Regions from separate parts of the Mus musculus genome. Here region 1 is linked to region 2. The links are chromatin contacts, called in public HiChIP or PLAC-seq maps. All regions are on one chromosome and are shown on one strand. The core of a region is the stretch at or near the end of the contact, and the rest is flanking DNA. Distances in the headings are between cores, read along the strand shown. Region 1 holds the start of Cxcl17 (chemokine (C-X-C motif) ligand 17). Region 2 holds the start of Smg9 (smg-9 homolog, nonsense mediated mRNA decay factor (C. elegans)).

Region 1 (3,706 bases), core at 142-2,641, 1.0 Mb after region 2:
GAGGAGTGGAAAGGTGTTAGCCTTTGAATTAGATGTGTGAGTAAAGTTGAGCTGGTTTGAAAACACAGGACCTGTTGGGGATCAGCAGCCTAGTATGGTTGGAGCATAAGTGCATCTTTGTGAATGAAAGAAAGTGGACTGGAAAGGTGTGTTGTGACTAGAGCTTTGAGTTCATGGGGAGGACTCTAGCCCTGGTGCCCATATAGTGATAGAGAAGCCTTCCCTTCCAGAGTGGCCACTATGGGCCCCAGGACTGAAGAACTCAGAGAACTTTCCCTACAAAGGAAAGAAGTTGGACATTGCCAGAGGCAGGTGATCCTGGATTTAGGATCACATGATGCTGAGTATGCCACAGAGTACCTCACCCACAGGAGAAAGGTACATGGATAGAGATGATCTTGCTTCTGTGTGGTGGCTCTGTGAAGAGCTGGGAAACACTGGCTGTGGTGAAGACTAGAACAGATTCAGAACCTCTACCGAGTCTGCTTCAAAAGGGACAGACCATTCAACCAAGCCCGGGATGACTAAAATGTCTGCATGACTACTGCCTGCTAATAGGACTGACCTGGTTTGTATCATCACGAGCTTACTTGGCATACTCTAAAGTTATAGGACTCCTCATTTCTTTGCCTTCCACCACAAGCCTCCCACCCCCAGTTGAGCCCTGAGAAAATCTGTGACTTTTCCAGGAGAGGTTGGGAAGGTCTGGGAAGTGGATCTTGGCTGGGCTGTGTGTACACTTGTGTGTATGCTGCCAGCTACAGTTGCAGACATGTTGGGAATGTGCCTTAAAGTTTACAGAGTCCTTTGGGATAAAGAGGGTCCTTTCTTTTTGCTAATGAGGATTCTGGTACTGAGAAAGACTAACTTAATTACCCCAACTTGTTGCTAAAAGAGTATTTTAATGCACTTGTTGTTGGGTTTGCCATGTTTTCTACCCCATTTCTTCCCCACAAAATCAAATTAATCTTTGGTGTGCACATGGTTCTGGTGAAGTAGAAATTAATCTTGAGCCAGGCATGGTGGCACACCTATAATACTGGGACCCAGGATACTGTGGTCGGAAGAGTCCAAGTTTTCGGTCAGCCTGACTACATATCAAGAGCCTGTCTCAAGGGAGAGAAAAATAGAAGGGAGGAGGACGGACAAAATAAAGAGGAAGGGAGGGAGAGAAGGAGAAGAGAGAATATCATTTCATTGTATTTACCTGGGTTCGGGCTGCTGAAGACCATGGACATGAGCATCACTGGAAGCAACAGAAGGAAGGGAGAGGCTAGAAGCTTCATTGTGGCTGTCTGTTGGTTCTTAAAGGCTGTGTGGATTGTCACCAGTTAGAGGCTTCTGATTTCTTGTAACTGCTCAGGTGGAGTAGTGTCTACAATTTAATCCTACACAAGAACACCCTTGGGAAATCAAGAGCAGGAAGGCGGTGCTGGTCAGTTTAGTACCAGATTGGACCAGGTCTTTACGGGAATGTGGGAGGTAAAACTGGCCAAACAAAAGAAACCACACTCCAGAGAAAGGAACAAATGACTGACACCTTGGCATGTGTGTGTGTGTGTGTGTGTGTGTGTGTGTGTGTGTATGTATGCTTGACTCCTCCCCCACTGTGGGGGGTTTCATTCTCTAAGCTTTTTTCTCACTTGAATTTCCGTGTACCTTTTGGCTGTTTAGAGCAAAACCGAGGCACTGCAGGCTGACAAAGAGAGGCTGACAGCTGCGCTTCCTCTCTCCACCCATTTGTGATTGCCAGCACAGTAGATGGAAGTGCTACTGCCTGGACAGTTGTCCTGTCCTCGCACTGTTGACAGATTCATCCAGTTCCCTAGCCACTCACAAGGGAAGCAGAGTTCAGTTAAGAAGACGTTCACTTTGGGTGTGCTGGTGTGTGCCAGCACTGGAGGCTGAAGAGGGCTTTGAGTTTCCCCTCCCCTCCCCTCCCCTCCCCTCCCCTCCCCTCCCCTCCCCTCCCCTCCCCTCCCCTCCCCTCCCCTCCCCTCCCTTCCTTTCCTCTCCTCTTCAATTCTCTCTCTCTCTCTCTTAACAAAGAAAGAAAAACAAAAATGAAGGGCTAGTGGCTGCCTGGCGAGTGAGCTGATGATCTAACTTCAATCCCCACTGTTCACAGGAAGTAGAGAAATCAGTGCATTGTCCTTTGACTGCTATAGTCATTTGGTGCATGCACACTCCCCTCATCCTTAAATAACTGTAATGAAGAACGAAGGGCTAGGGATGTAGCTTAGAGATAAGATGCTTGACTAGCATGCACAAGGCTCCAGGTTTGATTCTCAGCACCATAAATAGCAAATAAAAACAAACCAGCAACAATGCACAAATAAAATCAGAGTCAGTTATCTTTGCCTCCAAACTCTTTCCTGGAGCAGTGGGGAAAACAAAGCCTCCTCTTGTTCATCAGGAAGTTGGCTATGGTTTAGTTGCTCCAATTTACAGGACACGGTGTGTGTGTGTGTGTGTGTGTGTGTGTGTGTGTGTGTGTATGTGTGTGTAAGATCACCAGAGCTTCAGGTCCAGGAATATATGAACTATAGGCAAAAAGGGATTCTTGAACTGTGTTGGTCCAGGTTGGTGGAGTTCTTGGTTCAAGGCAAAAGGAGAAAGCTGATAATGCCCACAGTCAACATTAAAGACGATTGTGCCAGCCAGCTCACGAGGGAGGGGAGCGTTTATTTCTGAAACTTGCACTCTTAGAGGTGTTATTTCATGGCCTGTCTGCCCTGTCATTTTTGAGCCTGTGCTGAGATACATCATGGAGAGAGTGCATAGTGGAGGAAACTGCTCACTTCTCGCATCTAGGAAGCAAAGAAGATAGCAAGAACCATAAACCTAATAGTTCATTTAAGGGTGTATACGCCACCATGACATAACTGTTTTCTACTGAACTCTGTCTCCTAAAGGTTCTTCTGATCTCCCACAGACTGGCTACCCAGCCTTTACCTCATGGGCCTTTGGGAAGCACTGAAGATCTAAATTATAACAATCTTGGAACATCAGCACTGAATTTGGTGTCTATTTGAGGGACTTTAAGACTGCCAAAGCAATAGGGATTGATGAACTTAAATATTGGGTGACATTTGTTGGAGCCAAAGGGACAATGAATAAGGAAGTCTTTTCTAGAAGCCTCCAGGAATGAGAGGATATATGAATTATTCCTTCAAAAGAAGTGAATTGATAAACAAAATTTTCATTATTTATTAATTTATTTACTTTATATCTTATTGCAGCCCTATCCTCCAGGACCCCCTCACACAGCCCCTTCCCCCCACTCTCCCTTTCCCTTCTCCTCTGAGAAGGGGGAGGATTCTCCTGGGTATCACCTCACCCTGGCACATCAAGTCACTGCAGGACTAGGCTCATCCTTTCCCACTGAGACCAGACAAGATAGTTCAGTTAAGGGAGTGAGATCCACAGGCAGGCAACAGATTCAGGGTCAGCCCCCACTTCAGTTATTGGGGGAGGGCTTGCATACAGACCAAACTGCACATCTACTACGTATGTGCTGGGGGCCTACGTCCAACCTATGCTTGTTCTTTGGTTGGTGCTTCAGTCTCTAGGAACCTCCAAGGGCCCAGGTTAGTTGACTCTGTTGGTCTTCCTAGACCCTTCAGGTCCCTCAATCCTTCCCCCAAATCTTCCACAAGACTCCCCAAGGTCTGTCTAATGTTTGACTGTGGGTCTCTGCATCTGT
Region 2 (3,356 bases), core at 20-2,519:
CTAGGTTTAATCCCGTGGAGTGTGCCTCTATCAGCACTCCAAGGAACATTTTTTTTTTTTTCAAATTTGAAAGAAAAGCCGAAGGGAAGGCAAACTTTAAGTCTTGGCAGCTAGGTGCCCATAGGAGAACAGAGAAGAGCTTGGCGGGGGCATGGAGGGAGGCGATGCTGTTTGAGTTAGGCTGACATGGAGATCAGCTCTGGGGACAAGCACGCATGTGTGCTTGTGTCTTGAAATGCAGATCAGTGGTAGAGCACATCCTACATAGCAAGGCCCTCTCTCTTTTCTCAGTACAGAAGAGAATGGGAGAGAATAACGAAAAGCCGAGGGGGTGGGGAGAGCCCAGCAGTCCTGAGGCCAAGGCAGGTGGGTTTCTTTGAGTTCTAGACCAGCCTGGTCTACACAGTAAGACCCCACCTCAAAACAAGAGAGCTGCCTTTAATCCCAGCACTTGGGAGGCAGAGGCAGGCGGATTTCTGAGTTTGAGACCAGCCTGGTCTACAGAGTGAGTTCCAGGACAGCCAGGGCTATACAGAGAAACCCTGTCTCAAAACAAACAAACAAACAAACAAACAAACAAACAAATAACCAAGAGAGCTGATTGTGGCGGCACACACAGGTAGGTTATGCTGAAGAGGCAGACACAGGAGGGTAAGTTTGAGGTCAGGCTGATGGACTCACGGTTTTTTTTCTTTAAGAAAGGAAAAGCAATAGGGGAGGTGGAACTTCTGCCTCTCAGCTGTCTTTCCATTGGGTGACTGCACCCTCTGCCCAGTGGCCTTCCAGCTGCTTCAGGCTGTGCCCCTAGTCCTTTGAATGTTTGCCCCTTCTGTAGCCCTGCGATCCGCCCACTTCTGCCGCCCACCTCGTGCCACAGGTCCAAGCCTAGACCTTTCTCTACAGATGTTCTGTCTTGGAGGAGCTGGGCTCTTCCTTAAAGTCCTTCAAGATCGCTTCTTGCAGCCAGCTGAATCAGTCTTGTGCTTGCTCAGATAAGGACGTTAATTCCTCCCTTCCGCCGTACCCTACCCCGATCGGTCTGACAACACTACAGAAGACCCGGGATTCGAACTCGAAATCTCCAGAGCTGCCCACCCAGCCAAACAGCAGGCCCGCCCAGAGAAACAATGCGCACGCGCCTTCTCAGCAGCAACATACTCCCTCGCCCCTCCGTAATCCGCATGCGTGCTGAAGCCAGCCACCTCCATTCACGCATGCTCAGTCTAACGCGCACGTTGGGTTCGCTTGCGCGCCCAGCCCGCGGCGCATGCGCCGAGCTAGCAGCGCAGGCCGTGACTCGTTGGGCTGCGTACTGTGGCTTCCTCTTCTTCCTCCTCTGGGAGCTTCCGGGACGCCAAGGCCTGTTCCGGAATAGCCGGCACCCGTTTTCTCGGCCTCTCTCATTCTCTGGCTTGTGACCTTCCGGCACCATTTACACGGCAGGTGGCTGTGGAGGACCTTCCCCGCCCACGCTGCACTCCCGTCACTCAGAGCGCGCGCTGCGACCCAGGAACTAATCAGCAGCTGCCCTAGGTAAGGGGAAGGGGGGACGCCCCGAGCCTGGGAGAGGCAGGCGCGCCGACGGGGCGGGGTTGGGGGTGGGGCGTATTCAAGCCCCGCCCCCGCCCTGCCGTTAAAAGGTCGCTGGGCGGCTGGCCAATGGGAGTAGGAACGTGAAGGTCTCGGAATTGCGGCGCCGTTAGCTGGAGGTACAAATAAATTAATAGAAACTATAGCCACTGTAAAGTGTCCCTGTAGTGCTGGTACGAGCCTTCTAACAGTATCGGGAGGAAATTTCTGGACACAGTCCCAAAGAAGCCGACATACACCTAGGGCCACCTTCCATGGAAATTGGATTTTGAGGTTCTTCATGCCTGAGTATTGGAAGGAGGCTCCATATAAGACTGCAAGTAGGGGCTGGAGAGATGGCTCAGAGGTTAAGAGCACTGACTGCTCTCCCATAGGTCCTGAGTTCAATTCTCAGCCACCACATGGTGGATCACAACCACCTGTAATGGGATCTGATGCACATTCTACTGGTGTGTATCTGAAGACAGCTACAGTGTACTCATATAAATAAATACATAAATAATATTTTTAAAAAGGGGGGCTAGAGAGATGGTTCAGCGGTTAAGAGCACTGACTGCTCTTCCAGAGATCATGAGTTCAAATCCCAGCAACCACATGGTGGCTCACAACCATCCGTAATGAGATCAGATGCCCTCTTCTGGTGTGTCTGAAGACAGCTACAGTGTACTTATATATTATAATAAATCTTAAAAAAAAAAAAAAAAAGACTGCAAGTAGACTAGGAAGCACTTAGAAAAATACGTGAATAGAACTGGACAAGGCGGCTCACACATGTAATTCCAGTAGTGTGGAGCCAGAAACAGGAGGGTCGCCATGAGTTTGAGACCAGCCTGAACTGCAGAGCAGGACCCTGTTTGAGAGGGAGAGGTGAGGAGGAGGAGGAAACAGTATTAAGTTGTGGAATGCACCATGCCTCAAGAGAAAAGGCATTAGAACAGTTAAGAATTGGGGGTCTCCTGGAAATTCTTGCAAAGCAACTTGTCAATTCTGGAAGATTCTCCAAAGAGGTGCTTCACATGTAGGTGGGAAGATAGCTCAGTGTGTGAAGTGCTTGTTTGCAAGCATGAAGACCCAGGTTTGATCCCCAGCAACCACATAAAAAGTGGAGCCTGGCGGCACGATCTTGTCATCCCAGTGCTGCGGAGGCAAGACTGGCAGATGTGCAGAGCTCCTTGCCCAGGCAAAAACAGTGTGGGGCTGTCAGGATGGTTGTATCAGGTAACGGGGCCACCACAAGGCCAAAGAATTGACTTCCATCCCTGCGGCCTACAGGATGGAAAGAGAAAATGGTCTCTCGGAAGTTGTCACCTGGCCTCCACAAATGTGATATGGCTCTGTGCCTGCTTGCACGCAGGCATGTGTATGTGTGTGTCTCACACACACAAGAAACCCAGAAGCTCCCACCCCAACATTATGCAGATTAGACTTCATTTCTGTGAGGTCAGGAATACCAGCTTAGTAGTTTATGCAGAGCTCTTCCTGGAGAACCCTAGAAACAGCATTGCAGGTCCCAGCTTGCAGGCAGATGGTGTCTCAGGTTCTGGATCGTTCCCCACAAGACCTGATGAGTAGAGTCAACTAGTGATTCCAGAGCAGTGTGCAGAGGGACACTTCACTTGCCTGAAAGGAGGGTGGGTGGTCCCAGTGAACGTCACTTCACTGTGAGGACAGGATCTCCATGGGGGCAGGGGATTAGACTCTGAAGCACTGGGGAGGTCGTCAGGATAATAGGGGAGCAGACAGTTAATTGTGGGGAGGAAGGAGTC

What was found. HiChIP or PLAC-seq counts read pairs in DNA pulled down with a chosen protein or histone mark.
Region 1: a contact with region 2 is called in a FOXA1 HiChIP or PLAC-seq map of pancreatic cancer cells. The contact joins the promoter of Cxcl17 here to the promoter of Smg9 in region 2. A contact is called at or near these places in 1 of 39 promoter capture datasets (hippocampal neurons) and 1 of 115 datasets of contacts at active chromatin or transcription factors (pancreatic cancer cells).

Annotation. Positions count from the first base shown.
Region 1 is chr7:25,411,495-25,415,200 of GRCm38.p6, forward strand. Cxcl17 (chemokine (C-X-C motif) ligand 17) reads right to left here and starts at 1,392. Exons shown (of 4, transcript NM_153576.2): 1 at 1,208-1,392. The coding sequence starts at 1,286. The region is part of intron 3 of 4732471J01Rik (RIKEN cDNA 4732471J01 gene); the gene reads left to right.
Region 2 is chr7:24,398,359-24,401,714 of GRCm38.p6, forward strand. It overlaps Smg9 (smg-9 homolog, nonsense mediated mRNA decay factor (C. elegans)), which reads left to right and starts at 1,270. Exons shown (of 14, transcript NM_028047.2): 1 at 1,270-1,533.